2 separate regions of the Sus scrofa genome follow, and region 2 is linked to region 1. A link is a contact called in public Hi-C data. All regions are on one chromosome and are shown on one strand. The core of a region is the stretch at or near the end of the contact, and the rest is flanking DNA. Distances in the headings are between cores, read along the strand shown. Region 1 has its middle 160 kb from the start of NAMPT. Region 2 overlaps PRKAR2B (cAMP-dependent protein kinase type II-beta regulatory subunit).

Evidence for each region. A called contact is a pair of places that touch in the nucleus more often than the background predicts.
Region 2: a Hi-C map of retroperitoneal adipose tissue shows a contact between it and region 1, with 3 times the contacts expected there. The contact joins two enhancer-like sites. A contact is called at or near these places in 23 of 47 Hi-C or Micro-C datasets (adipocytes, alveolar macrophages, embryonic fibroblasts and 14 more) and 2 of 2 datasets of contacts at active chromatin or transcription factors (alveolar macrophages and skeletal muscle).

The regions. Positions count from the first base shown.
Region 1 is chr9:106,321,704-106,328,170 of Sscrofa11.1, forward strand. No RefSeq gene overlaps it. Among named protein-coding and RNA genes, the nearest start is that of NAMPT, 160 kb to the left of the region's middle. Within about 2 kb of position 3,763, at least 4 of the 83 cell types and tissues checked have an H3K27ac peak or open chromatin away from gene starts, as enhancers often do. A contact at or near this core is called in retroperitoneal adipose tissue, where this site is marked.
Region 2 is chr9:106,943,945-106,950,411 of Sscrofa11.1, forward strand. It overlaps PRKAR2B (cAMP-dependent protein kinase type II-beta regulatory subunit), which reads left to right. Exons shown (of 11, transcript XM_021102599.1): 7 at 3,866-3,967; 8 at 5,476-5,550. Among named protein-coding and RNA genes, the nearest start is that of HBP1, 19 kb to the right of the region's middle. Within about 2 kb of position 3,612, at least 12 of the 83 cell types and tissues checked have an H3K27ac peak or open chromatin away from gene starts, as enhancers often do. A contact at or near this core is called in retroperitoneal adipose tissue, where this site is marked.

The sequences.
Region 1 (6,467 bases), core at 2,513-5,012:
ACAAACCATGCTGTCTGTACATCTGTCATGTTGCACAGGGAAGGGCATCTCCCTCTCCAGGCTAGAGTTGTCTCTGGAAGTGCCTTCCCATGGTGGAAATTCCCAGAGAGCCCACTGGCATGGAAGGAGATATCTGTGTTTTTCTAGAACAGGAGGGGCTAACTTTCCCCTGGAACCTGCTACAAACTGCATTTATATTCCACCCACAGGAGTCCTTTGCTCCTTGATGTAAGAACGTCTTTCATGGAATGGGTTTCTCCATGGGAAGGAACACAGCAAAAAGGTACCAAGACCAGCCCTTGATCCCTTATTTCCACTACCAGCTAAATGGCAGGTTCCTCTCCAGGTACAAAGGTGGGGACCCAGACAAAGCCTGCGTCCTGCCATAGCTCTGGAGCTCTGCGGGGATTTCCACCAGCTCCCTGTCTGTGTCACTCAGTGTAGGGTGTTCCCAGCACGGCTCCCCGCCTCCACGCACCTCCTCCGCACCCCCAGGAGAATTCTGCTGTGTGAGGATGAATCGGCAGAATTTGCCAACAGTTGAGTCGAGGCAGGCATCTGGGTCCCAGTTGGGAGCTGCAACTGTCTCTCCTCCCCTTGGCAGGCAATCTCTCTGCCTAAGAATTGCCTTCCTGGGAGTTCCCATTGTGGCTCAGTGGGATAGGAACCCAACTAGCATCCATGGGGATGAGGGTTCGATCCCTGGCCTCACTATGTGGGTTAAGGATCTGGTGTTGTCGTGAGCTGTGGTGTAGGTCATAGACACAGCTCAGATCCCACGTGTCTGTGGCTATGGTGTAGGCCAGCGTCTGCAGCTCTGATTCAACCCCCTAGCCTGGGAATCTCCATATGCCAAGGGTGTGGCCCTAAAAAGCAAAAAAAAAAAAAAAAAAAAAAAAAAAAAATTGCCTTCCTGCTCAGTCCCTATGTCACATGCTCCTAGCCATTCTTCAGCTCTGTCCCCACTGCTGGCGCCGCTCAGGAAGAAGGGCAGGGAGGTTCCAACTCCCCAGGGTGAGTCCTTTGTGGCCCACACGGCTCTACAGACATGCCCGCAACATTACAGGCATGAGAACACAGCGCCGCCCAACAGCAACTGAACCCCCAAAACACTGATTTACATTTTCTACAGAATTAAGTGATTCTTTAGAGGTGGTGTGGACTCTTCAGAGAGAGGGATGTTGGCCTGAGGCTGGAGTAGATGGGCCCAGTTTTACAAATCATTTCTTCTCTGTGGCTGACCTTCTATGGCATAACACAAGGCCTTTGTTTTTCCTTCAGTTTGAGAACTTTCCCTTCTGACCTTGCTTTGCATAAGATACCTATGAAAGGTCAAAGATAAAGCCGCTGACAATCCCAGCATCTCACTGGAGACAGACATTTTTATCACCTCTCATCAGGGTGAGTCACCAAGGGGATATTTTGATTCCATCTCCTTTCCTTTTTTTCACATCCCCTCCTGTGTGATGTGAACAAGCCAGGAAATTTTTGCTTTCTTAATAATACATATCTTATTATGAGGCTTATAGCATCCTGCTAGGGTGAGCAGAGAAAGTCTTACCCCAATTTTTCAGATGGGGAAACTGAGGCTCAGAGACGTTGCACAACCTAGCCAAAGTTGCCCACGTGGAAAGTGGGAGAATCTGGTCTGAATTTTTTCTTTTTCTTTTCATTCTTTCTTTTCTTTTTTCTTTTTTTTTTCCTGCAGCATATGGAAGTTCCCAGGCCAGGGTTCGAATCCGTGCCACAGCTGTAACCAGAGCTACAGCAGTGACAACACCAGATCCTTAACCTGCTGAACCACATGGAAACACCTAAAATGTTTTTGTTTTTTACTCTACACTCAAGATCTGTTTTGTTAAAACGAACAGCCAAAAGGAAAACTAAGGATCCTAATAATTCATGGTGGGATAATCAGCCTGCCAAATAGGTTAATTGTTTGTTAAATTTTTAGTTTCTGATGTTTCTATCTATTAAAATCGTGATGGGCATGGAACCAACTGTATTCCCTACAGATGATCACGCGTGCACGCACACACACACATGGGATTACGTAGTACTAAAGTGAACAGCTGTTACCACGGAAACTTCTGAAAATATTACACTTGCAGGAGTGTAAAAGGGGCCCAGAGGAGGATGTATTTTGACTTTTTAATGACTCGTCAGCTTCACCCAGTGTATGTGTTCAAGTTTTGCCCTCAGACGTTCTAAAACATTCTATGATGAGCTCAAGAGACAACAAATGATAGCTGTTAAAAACTCTCAGGAAAGCCCTCTCCACTTGAGATGAAAGAGACAGGCATGTATGCACAGCATCTTGGAGAAGACAAGGCAGGGCAGGGGGATGGAAGGCAGGAGGGTTTGGAAAATGTGCGGAGGGGCATCACTGCTGTGGATCAAAGTTTATCTCCATACGTCTTGGTGAGCAGAATACAAGCAGCTTGTTTCCATGGCTCCCCCGACTCCTGGAGCCTGGGACCCTCTGGGCTGTCTGCTAGACATTCTACTCAACCTCCCTGGCCCCTGGTTCCTGTGGAGGAAGTTACCCATAATGCTTGTCCAATCAGTGACTTTCTGTACCCAAGCCATTTTTTCCTACCCATGCCTTTTTTGTTTGTTTGTTTTTTAGGGCCACGCCTGTGGCATGTGGAAGTTACAGGCTGGGGTAGAATCAGAGCTGCAGGTGCTGACCACAGCCACAGCAACGTGGGATGTGAGCCTCATCTGCAATCTACACCACAGCTCACAGCAATGCTGGCTCCTTAACCCAGCTGGATCCTTAACTGAGTGAGGCCAGGGATCACACCCAAGTCCGCATGGATACTAGTTGGGTTCATTACCACAGAGCCACAATGGGAACTCCCTCCCACCCATTCTCTTACAGGCTTATGGGTGACTTGCCTGTGTACCAGACAAGATATTGCAGCTCCCCCCTTGATGCTTTCTGGAAACTTATCTGGAAAATAACATTCTACCCACCATTTATGCTATTCTCTGCACAAAGAGATTACATTAAATGGGAAAGACAGCTGTGAAATCCTATCATTTGTATATAAATGGGATGAGTTTGATGGGAGGAGGCTAGGCACAGGGTACTAAAGACAGACAGGCAGGAATACCATAGGTCCATCTGAAAGCCTCCAGCAAGGCACAGAGCTGGGCATCTGCCAGACATAGGCAGGGAAAAGCATTCTGGATAGAGAGAACAGTGTATGCAAACTCAGAGACATGAAAAAAATGCCATGTTTGGCCAAAAGCCAAAATGTCTGTGTTGTTAAATATGTATGCCTGAGTGTGTGTGTGTGTGTGTGTGTGTGTGTGTGTGTGTGTGTGTGTGATATTCTTACACATGCCATAAGACCAGTCAAGGGCCAGGGTGGAAAGGTCACGTGTGCTCTGTCTTGGAATTTGCATTTGGTCCCACACCCGTGAGGTGGGCTTTCAAGCAGTAAAGTGACATGATCAGTTCCAAGGTCTAGAAAGGAGACTTTGGTGGCAGTGGGGTGGAAGGGGAAGAGACTAGAGGCAGGGAGGCCAGGAGGAAGCAGCTGCAGTCGTGGAAATGACAGAGGACATCAGGCCCAGCCAAGGTGGGCAGTGAGCCCACAATGACAGTACTCAGGGGCACGAAAAAGGAAGACACTGTTGTAAATAACCCAAATGATGAACAAGGAGGGAGGGCTGAATATCCCTGAGTGCCACTTCCGTGGGAGGCCTCTGCCAAGGAGGGGTCAAGAAAACCCTATGTTCAAGAGGATCGCTATAGGAGTTCCCGTTGTGGCTCCACTGAACCCAACTAGTATCCATGAGGATAGGGGTTCGATCCCTGGCCTTGCTCAGTGGATTAAGGATCTAGTGTTGCCGTGAGCTGTGGTGTAGGTCACAGACGCGGCTCGGATCTGGCGTGGCTGTGGCTGTGGCATAGGCTGGCAGCTGTAGCCCGACTGGACCCCTAGCCTGGGAACCTCCATATGCCACAGGAGGAGCCCTGAAAAGACAAAAGACCAAAAAAAAAATTGTTATAAAGCAGGCAGAGAGTTTTGCATTTTTTGATCTTTGAAAGGAATAGTAAAATAGTTGCTTAAGAAAGGCTTTAAAACCACTAGTTTTTTTTTTTTTTTTTTTTTTAAATCAAGTGTACCTTCTGATCAAAGAGGTCTAGCTTACAGGGACTGATAAGGTGGAGGCAGAATATTTCCTTATTTCACTTTAGCTGAAGACATTTCTGTATTGCTTTTGCACTTTTTTTTTTTTTTTTCTCTCCTGCAATTAATCTGCCACCTCGTGGCCTAATGAGAAATTTCAGTTTTTACAGACTGGAGAGGGAGAATGGATGAAGCAGGAATCAGTATTCTTTTGGCCAATATAAGCATCAATACAGTACTAACCATCATGAATAATCCATCAATACAGGAGTGCCTTCCTCTGACTATAAAATGCCCCTCTTACCTGCTATCCAGAAAACATTTGTAATTTCCTTTAGAACTCTGGAATAAGAGCTTGGCTTAAAGACACCTCTTACATCTGTATACTTCTGAGTTCATTCAATAAAAACTGGAATATACTTCATATTTTAATGAGAAGAGAAACTGCCCTAAAAGCTACAGAGGGTCATCTGATTATTTTCAACTTACAAACTATAGCTTAAAAGTAATAATGTGAATTTATACACACAGAAGAAACCTGGATACTGAAAAAACACCCATTAAACTAAAACAAGTGAACACAGGCTGATGAATGACATCCCTGTTCTCTGGTCAAGTCTTGAGATCAGTGTTTAATAACTGATCTTCTTGAGAAACGGAGAGGAGTGCTTATGTGGGGCAAGAGTGGTCCTTAAGTGGAATCACTTCTTGGATTCTACACAAAACAAATGAGCAAGGGCCCCATCCCTATGCATCCCCTTAGTCAGGAGTGCAGTGCAGCAAGGTGGAAACGGGGCCTGCCCAGGGTTCTGTTGGCCTCTGCTGTGCAGACGTTTAACCTTTTAGTGGAAAACAGTGAGGCCAGGAGGGGAGTCCCAGAGACGGGATGGGCTGTGGCACTGGAAAGCCAGACTAGTGTACACTGGCTGAGTCTTAGCCCCGCTCTTAGTTCCCCCTGCTCAACCTCAGAAATGCTGCCCAAAGAAAAATGTCTTTAATTTAATTTAATTTAATTTATTTATTTTTGTCTTTTTGCCATTTCTTGGGCCGCTCTCACGGCATAGGGAGGTTCCCAGGCTAGGGGTCGAATCGGAGCCATAGCCACCGGCCTATGCCAGAGCCACAGCAACACGGGATCAGAGCTGTGTCTGCGACCTACACCACAGCTCACGGCAACACCAGATCCTTAACCCACTGAGCAAGGCCAGGGATCGAACCCACAACCTCATGGTTCCTAGTCAGATTCGTTAATCACTGAGCCATGACGGGAACTCCTCTTATTTTAATTGAGAGAGAACTCCATATATAATCTTATTCGTTTCAGGTGTAAAACGCAATGATTCGATATTTGTATACATTGCAAAATGATGAGAGATGTTTTTTAATAGTTATATTCTTCTAGTACCTTATTTACAATATAAAATCACTAACACAGATGTGGCCAAAGTGCTTTTTTTTTTTTTTTTTTTTTTGTTCTACTGTGAAGCAGGGGTGTCCCAGGACCATTAAAAACATTAAAAGTTTTTTAAAGGCTATTTCAGCCATCTAGTTGCTAGTGATTTTCCTGATTCTATTTCTTCTTTTTTTTTTTCAGTGATTTTTATTTTTTTCCATTATAGTTGGTTTACAGTTATTTCTTCTTCTTCTTCTTCTTTTTTTTTTTTTTTTTTTTTTTCTCTTTTTACAGCTGTGCCTGTGGCATGTGGAAGATCTTGGGTTCAGGGTGGAATCAGAGCTGCAGCTGCCAGCCTATGCTATGGCCAAAGAAACACCAGATCTGAGCCACATCTGTGATCTACACAGAAGTTTGGGGGCAAGGCAAGATCCTTAACCCACTGAGTGAGGCCAGGGATCTAACACACATCCTCACAGAGACAAGGTTGGGTCCTTAACCCACTGAGCCACAGTGGGAACTCCTGTTTTTATTTCTGTATCTACATTTTAGTATGATTACACAATTCAAACATTTTAGTATGATTACACAATTCAGTCAACCTTCTTGTTTTCTAGGTCTGAGCATGTTGTCCATAGTGATAATTTAGTGTCCCCCATCCTAAAAGTAATTTTCCGAATTTGTTATCTATCTTAAGGAATCAGCACATGAAATGCATAAACTTCTTCCAGAATTTGGTTATAGTTGGTTAGCAGTAAGACTCAATTACTCTTTAACATATGAAAGGAATGAAATTTCTGATTTTTTTCCCCCTAATTTAGAATATTGGCTTCCCCCGCTGTCCAAATAATGATGATGATGATGCTGCTGATGATTTTTACTCTATTTACAACATGTCAAAGAACGTGAGAACCGGAAGGAAACTGAAA
Region 2 (6,467 bases), core at 2,362-4,861, 620 kb after region 1:
AGAAGTACAGGACTGCAGCTTCACAGGAGTTACGCATTATCAGTCACCACACAGTGTTGGACTCTGAAGTGGATTCAGCTGATAGAAATCTCTTGATTGGAAAAATGAGATATATTGTGCACTTCTTTTTTTTTTTTTCTGTCTTTTTGCCATTTCTTGGGCCGCTCCCGTGGCATTTGGAGGTTCCTAGGCTAGGGGTTGAATCAGAGCTGCAGCTGCCAGCCTGCGCCAGAGCCACAGCAACTCTGAGCCTCCTCTGCAACCTACACCACAGCTCACGGCAACGCCGGATCCTTAACCCACTGAGCAAGGCCAGGAATCGAACCCGCAACCTCATGGTTCCTAGTTGGATTCGTTAACCACTGAGCCATGATGGGAGCTCCCCCTCTTTTGTTTTTTTGTCTCATTTCTTCTTATTAAAACCAGGCAGTTACTTGTTTACTTATTAAAAATGTGATGAGTCACTTTTTAAGTGCTGGAAGAAGAATTGGAATTGTTTCCAGTTGGAATTGGAATTGTTTCAGGCTCATCATCTGAAGTGTTTTAAGGAGGATGAAAGATCTCAGTACCCAAAGCCAGCAAAGTTAAAAACTCAAACCTGAGTGAACTTGGCCCCTAGGAAGTGCTTACCTGCCCTGTCTTGAGTTTCCTTAAGGAAGGTATCACTGAAAATTTAATCATCCTGATGGGGTTGCTATCCAGAATCAGATTGTCACACGGAAGCCTCCTCTCTGCAGTTCCTCTGAACAAGGTCACATATTTAGCTGGTTGGCCTTTTGATTCCTGATAGTTTTCAGCCCTGGCGGGAACCCTAAACTACTGACAAAGGCCCAGCATTTCCCAGGGTGCATGATACTTAGGTCATTTTCAGAGATTTTTACTAATCTGTACATATTTTAAACTTTACAAACAGTGGCACAGTGAGTTAAGAATTCAACTGCAGCAGCTCGGGTCACTGTGGAGGTGCAAGTTCAATCCCCAGCCCCAGTACAGTGGCGTAAAGGATCTGACATTACTACAACTGTGGCATAGGTTGCAGATGTGGTTTGGAGTCAGTCCCTGGCCTGAGAACTTCATATGCCATAGGTGCAGCCGTTAAAAAAAGAAAGTGGACAGTTTGTGATGATCACCTTGGGGTGTGTGCATAAGTGCAATAGCTGCTTTTAAAAATCATAATAATTAACATAATCAGTTAATACTTCAAACCTGCTTTCTTAGCAATTCACCTAACCAGCCCCCTTCCGGAGAAAGTTTTAAGACCAACAGATTGGAGCTCTGCCGCATCAGTGCAGGTATAAAGATAAGCAAATCTCAAGAGAAAAGTCCTTTGTAGAAGAGTCCAGCTTTGTAAATAAGACGAGGTCACTGTTAGCCCTGGGGAATTAACTGATCTGCAGGACTGTGCTGGTGATTCAGAGAGGTGAGGACTGAAATGACTATAGGATGAAAATCTTTGAAATGGGACTTTCTGGATTTTATTTTTATGTCACAGTGGGTGTGAAGAGGTGAGCCACTAATAGAAATTTTTTTCTGACACACATTGCTCATTATGATTAATTTCTAAATTGCTAACCTCTTTCTAGGCTTCTCTGTTTTGCTGTAAACTCTTCTTCATAAAGTGGTGTGCAGCCAGTCCCCAGAACAGATTACATAGCAGAGTCACTTGGAGAGTTTTTACAGAATACAGATTATTATATATAGAGTCCTGTGTGCCAAGATTTTGAGTCATTAAAGTGTGGGATCTTAGGAGTTTCCGTTGTGGCTCTGTGTCTTAAGAACCTTACTGGGATCCATGAGGATTCAGGTTCGATCCCTGGCCTCACTCACTGGGTTAAGGATCTGGTGTTGCCATGAGCTGCAAAGTAGGTTGCAAACACCGATCCCTCGTTGCTGTGGCTGTGGTGTAGGCTTGGCAGCTGTGGCTCCAATTCAACCCCTAGCTTGGGAACTTCCATATGCCCTGGGTATGGTCCTAAAAAAAGTAAATAAATAAAAATAAAGTATGGGATCTTAGAAACTTTTTTTTTTAAAACACCACTGCTGATTCTGATGCAGAGCTAGACTTGGAAATTATTTCAATATTTTACAATTATCTTAAATTTTTTTCTCTTTTTAAAAAATGACTAAGTCTAAACTATAACCCTTATAAAATTATAATAAACGAAATCGGAGAACAAGATGTTTAGTTTCCTAGAGACTTAATCCACACTTGCATTTTTCCCCCATCCTATCAGTTCATTTAAATTCAGCCTTAATATGTTGGCACAGTAATTTATTAAAGAACATATTCCAATTAATTTTACTTTATATTAAACGGTATTGTTGTTTATCAGTTTATGCCAAACTAACGTAATTCTGAGCACTCTGAGAACTAAATGTTTGGTAGGAATTTTTGTAATATAAAATTTGTAGTAAAACCATTTTTAGAGCCATTAGCTTTAAAGTTTTCCCTGGTTCCTTATTTCACTTCTGTATCCTTGAGGTTAAGTAGTATAAACATAGGAACATTTTAGAATGATGAGCATGATAAACACTGTCATCAAACTCTCCTCAAAGAAGTCGTAGTTTCTCTGTATATTTTAAAAAAGAAACTCTGGTATATGGATGTGATAAAAAGCCTAGTCAATAATTTTTCTATATCTCTTTACATTGTAAGTGCATGATTAAAAATTTTTCCTAATACTGTTTTCCATCGTTTTTTTTTTTACTGCAGTCCACAAGAAACACATTAGGAAATGTCACACCAGTGTATATGTTTGTGTGCCTTTGTGTATAATGGAAATAAATATATAACTCAACACTTGACTAAAAAGGATGCCCACAGATTTTCTCTTTTGTTTTTTCTTTTTTAAAGATGAAAATGCCGGTCATGGGTCAAGGGGGTCAAAAGGTACAAATTTCTAGATACAAATGCATGCTGAGGACAGAGTATACACCACGGTAACCAGTTAATAGTAACAGTGTTGTACATTTGAAATTTCTCATCACAAGAAAAAAAATGTGGTAGCTATATGTATGGTGATGGATGTTAATTAGAGTTAATATGATCATTTCACGATATATACAGATACTGAATCATTATGTTGTACATTTGAAACTAATAAAATGTTGTGTGCCAGTTACACCTAAAAAAAATGCCAGTCATGTCCCACCGAATTGATTTCATAACACTCTAAGGCTGTTATCTGTAGCGAAAGAACTCACTTGCTGGTTTCAATTCTCAGAAACTAAGTAGGATGATGGGGTTGCCAGGGGCTGAGGGTGGTGGGGAAGAGGTAGGTTAAAGAGAAAAAACTTGCAGTTATGAGTAAGTTTTGAGGATCCGGTGTAAAACGTGATGATTATAGTTAACAACAGTATATACTTGAAAGCTGCAAAGAATAAATCTTTAATGTTCTTACCACAGAAAAGAAATGGTAATTATGTGAGGTGATAGCGGTATTAACCATCTGTGGTGGTAATCATTTCACAGTATATAGGTATGTCATATCAACGTATTGTTTATACCTTTAATGCATACGTCATAAATCACTTTTCTCTCAAAAGGGGAGGGGGTGGGGCAGGAAAGAACGGGGAGCGTATTAAGTGGTGCGACAGCGCCACCTTGTGGTGTAGCCCGCCGGTTACACGTTGGTGCTTTCTTTAAAAAACCTGAAAGTCACGTTTTATATGGTTCTACATGTATGCTTAAAGAAGTAATCTGAAATGAGTTACGTTAGAAGTATAATGATGTTCATCTTTTATTTCAAAATCTTCAATTATTGTTTGTTCTTTGTAGGGAATAAATTCAAACTGTCTCTTCAAACCTTCTTTCCCCATAAAGTCTACCTTTTAACTGTCTTCGTATTTGACATTCTGCCTTTAGGACAGGGTAACCTTCAGGAGAATAATTGTAAAAAATAATGCCAAAAAGAGGAAAATGTATGAAAGCTTTATTGAGTCACTGCCATTCCTTAAATCTTTGGAAGTAAGTATATGTTTGTGCTTTTATTTTGCTTTAAAAGCTTTTGTTTTGTTGGGAATGCTTAGTTCTATTGGAAGTTTCTTTGAATAATAATTTATCCATATTTTCATTTGAGAAGATTATATAGCGTTTGTACAGCTCAGCCTTTCTTTTCCTGCCTATAGCTGCATTTGTTTTGTCGTATGTAAGCAATAGACTCCTAGGAGCATCCTTGGCAGATCTGTATTTGGTCTTTATCTGAACGCAGACTTAAAAGAACCCCACAAATGTAGGCAGTGGCCGCTTAGTTATGCCTTTATAGGATCAGATTATCCAAATACAGCACATCCTCACTGGCCTCTCCTCCTTTATTCCTCTTCTCCTTTCTCCTAAAATTGGCATTCTAGGGTCTCTTTTTCTTTTGGCAGGCTCACCCTAACCCTCTTCACATGGTGAACTTGTCAAATCCCCTGGCTTATAAGTCTATTATGTTGATGCCTCTTAGAATTGTTGTTACTGGGCAAGGCCCAGCCCTTGAACGCCAGGCTCATTTATCTAACTGCATATTTAACATTTTCTCTGGGGTGTCTGATAGAAAGCTCACACCTAATCCGGCCCAAACCTCCTCCCACCCCACTTCCCATCTTAGAGACAGCACTGCCATCCTTCCAGCATCTAAGCCACAGTCCTTCGGACTGACGAACTCATGGGCGGATGTGACTCTCTGTTGGCTTAAAGTAGTAGAAATTCAGGCCACATTTCAGAATGCATTTTGGGCAGCTGATCTTTTCCAGCAACAGTTCTCTCTAAATAAAAATAGCTCAGGGGTTGGAAATGCACATGCCTTAGAGTTAACATATTGAAGAAAACCAAGCCAGGATGGGACTTTGGTAAACTGGAAAACATGTGCTCCATCTAAAGAAACAGCTGCTAGTTAACAGAGTTTATTTTTGCAATTTGGAGATATGGGCTGACTGTTGCTGAGTGTCCCGATTTTTCAAGAGAAGCTGGAAATTCAAGTTTTTATTGAAAATTTATTTTAAAATGTGGGCAGTTAATACAGCAAACACACACACACAGACCCACACATTGCTCAGTTTATTTGGCCTATAGGCTACCATTTTTAAACCTTGAAACAGTTAAGGAAGATCTGTGGGCAGTGGATTGAGGATCCATCAGTGTCACAGCGGTGGCTTGGGTCTCTGCTGTGGTGTGGGTTCCATCCCTGGTGTGTGGGAACTAACATGCTATGGGTGTGGCCAGAAAGGAACGAAAAAACCTGAAATAGTTAAGATTACCCGATCAGGCTGTTTCATATAGTCTTGTCCCTCAGTATCTGCAGGACTGTTTCCAGGACCTTGGTGGATGCTCAGTCCCTTACAGTTGGCTGTCCCTATCTCTGGTTCTGCACCCATGGATGGGAGTGGGGGTGGGGTGACTGTTTATTGAAAAAATCTGCATGTAAGTGGATATGCACAGTTTAACCCCATGTTGTTCAGGGGTCAGCTGTATAATCTTCTTTTCCTTTGTAGGTTTCTGAACGCCTGAAAGTGGTGGATGTAATAGGCACCAAAGTGTACAACGATGGAGAACAAATCATTGCTCAGGTATAATACTGTTTATGGAATTCAGTTGAGAGTTATTTTCCGAAAGGCTCTTAGACATTTTAAGGCTTGCTAAATGCTTCGTGTGTGTGTGTATAATTAGTATGTAGTGATTGATTAAATGAATATTACTTCTACCAAATGATTTGTTAAAAAATGGTTTAATTTACAGCCATTAAGCTATTTGAATATTTGTATTTTTGTAATTAACTCTTAATGAATATGTATTAAATCATCAAATGGATTTCTGCATCATTTTATATTTGTACCTGACATGAAAGCCACGTGTATATAAAGAATAAAAAGTCATTTATAAGAGGAAGAAAATGGTAATCGTTCCATGAGTTTTATTAATAAGGACTCAGAGGGTGCACTGGAAGATAGAGAGTTTTTGCACCATCCGTTCAGTCTCCTGGGGCTGCTCCCTGATAAAATTAACCAGGAAGGGAACTCGCTGCACCATATTTTGTACCGACTTCCAGGCACTAAATGGGACCAGCATCCTGTCCAACCCCTAATGCTTTTCTAAGATCCCAGTTGGAACCAGCAGCCATACATATGTACCTTGGTTAGAATAGAGCTGCCAAGAAACAGGATTTATGAGGACAGTTGAAGTTCACAGATAAAGCATACCAGTGGTAATACTTTTTGTAGTTACATTTTTGAAGCATTGAGGGAATGATTTAAACAGATTTTTAACCAGTTGTGTGATTTTTATATTGTGATATTATACTGGATTATAATCTTTATTTAAAATACTGTCTCTTGATGTATGTGAAACAAGACATAAGGTCTGTGAGGCTAAGAAAAGAATAATTACTGTAGAAGGCAGATAAGCCAGTAACTGAATGAGTGCCCCCTGCCCCTCCATACATAGGGATTAGCACCTTCAGGGATCTGGATGACACAGATCCAATTAG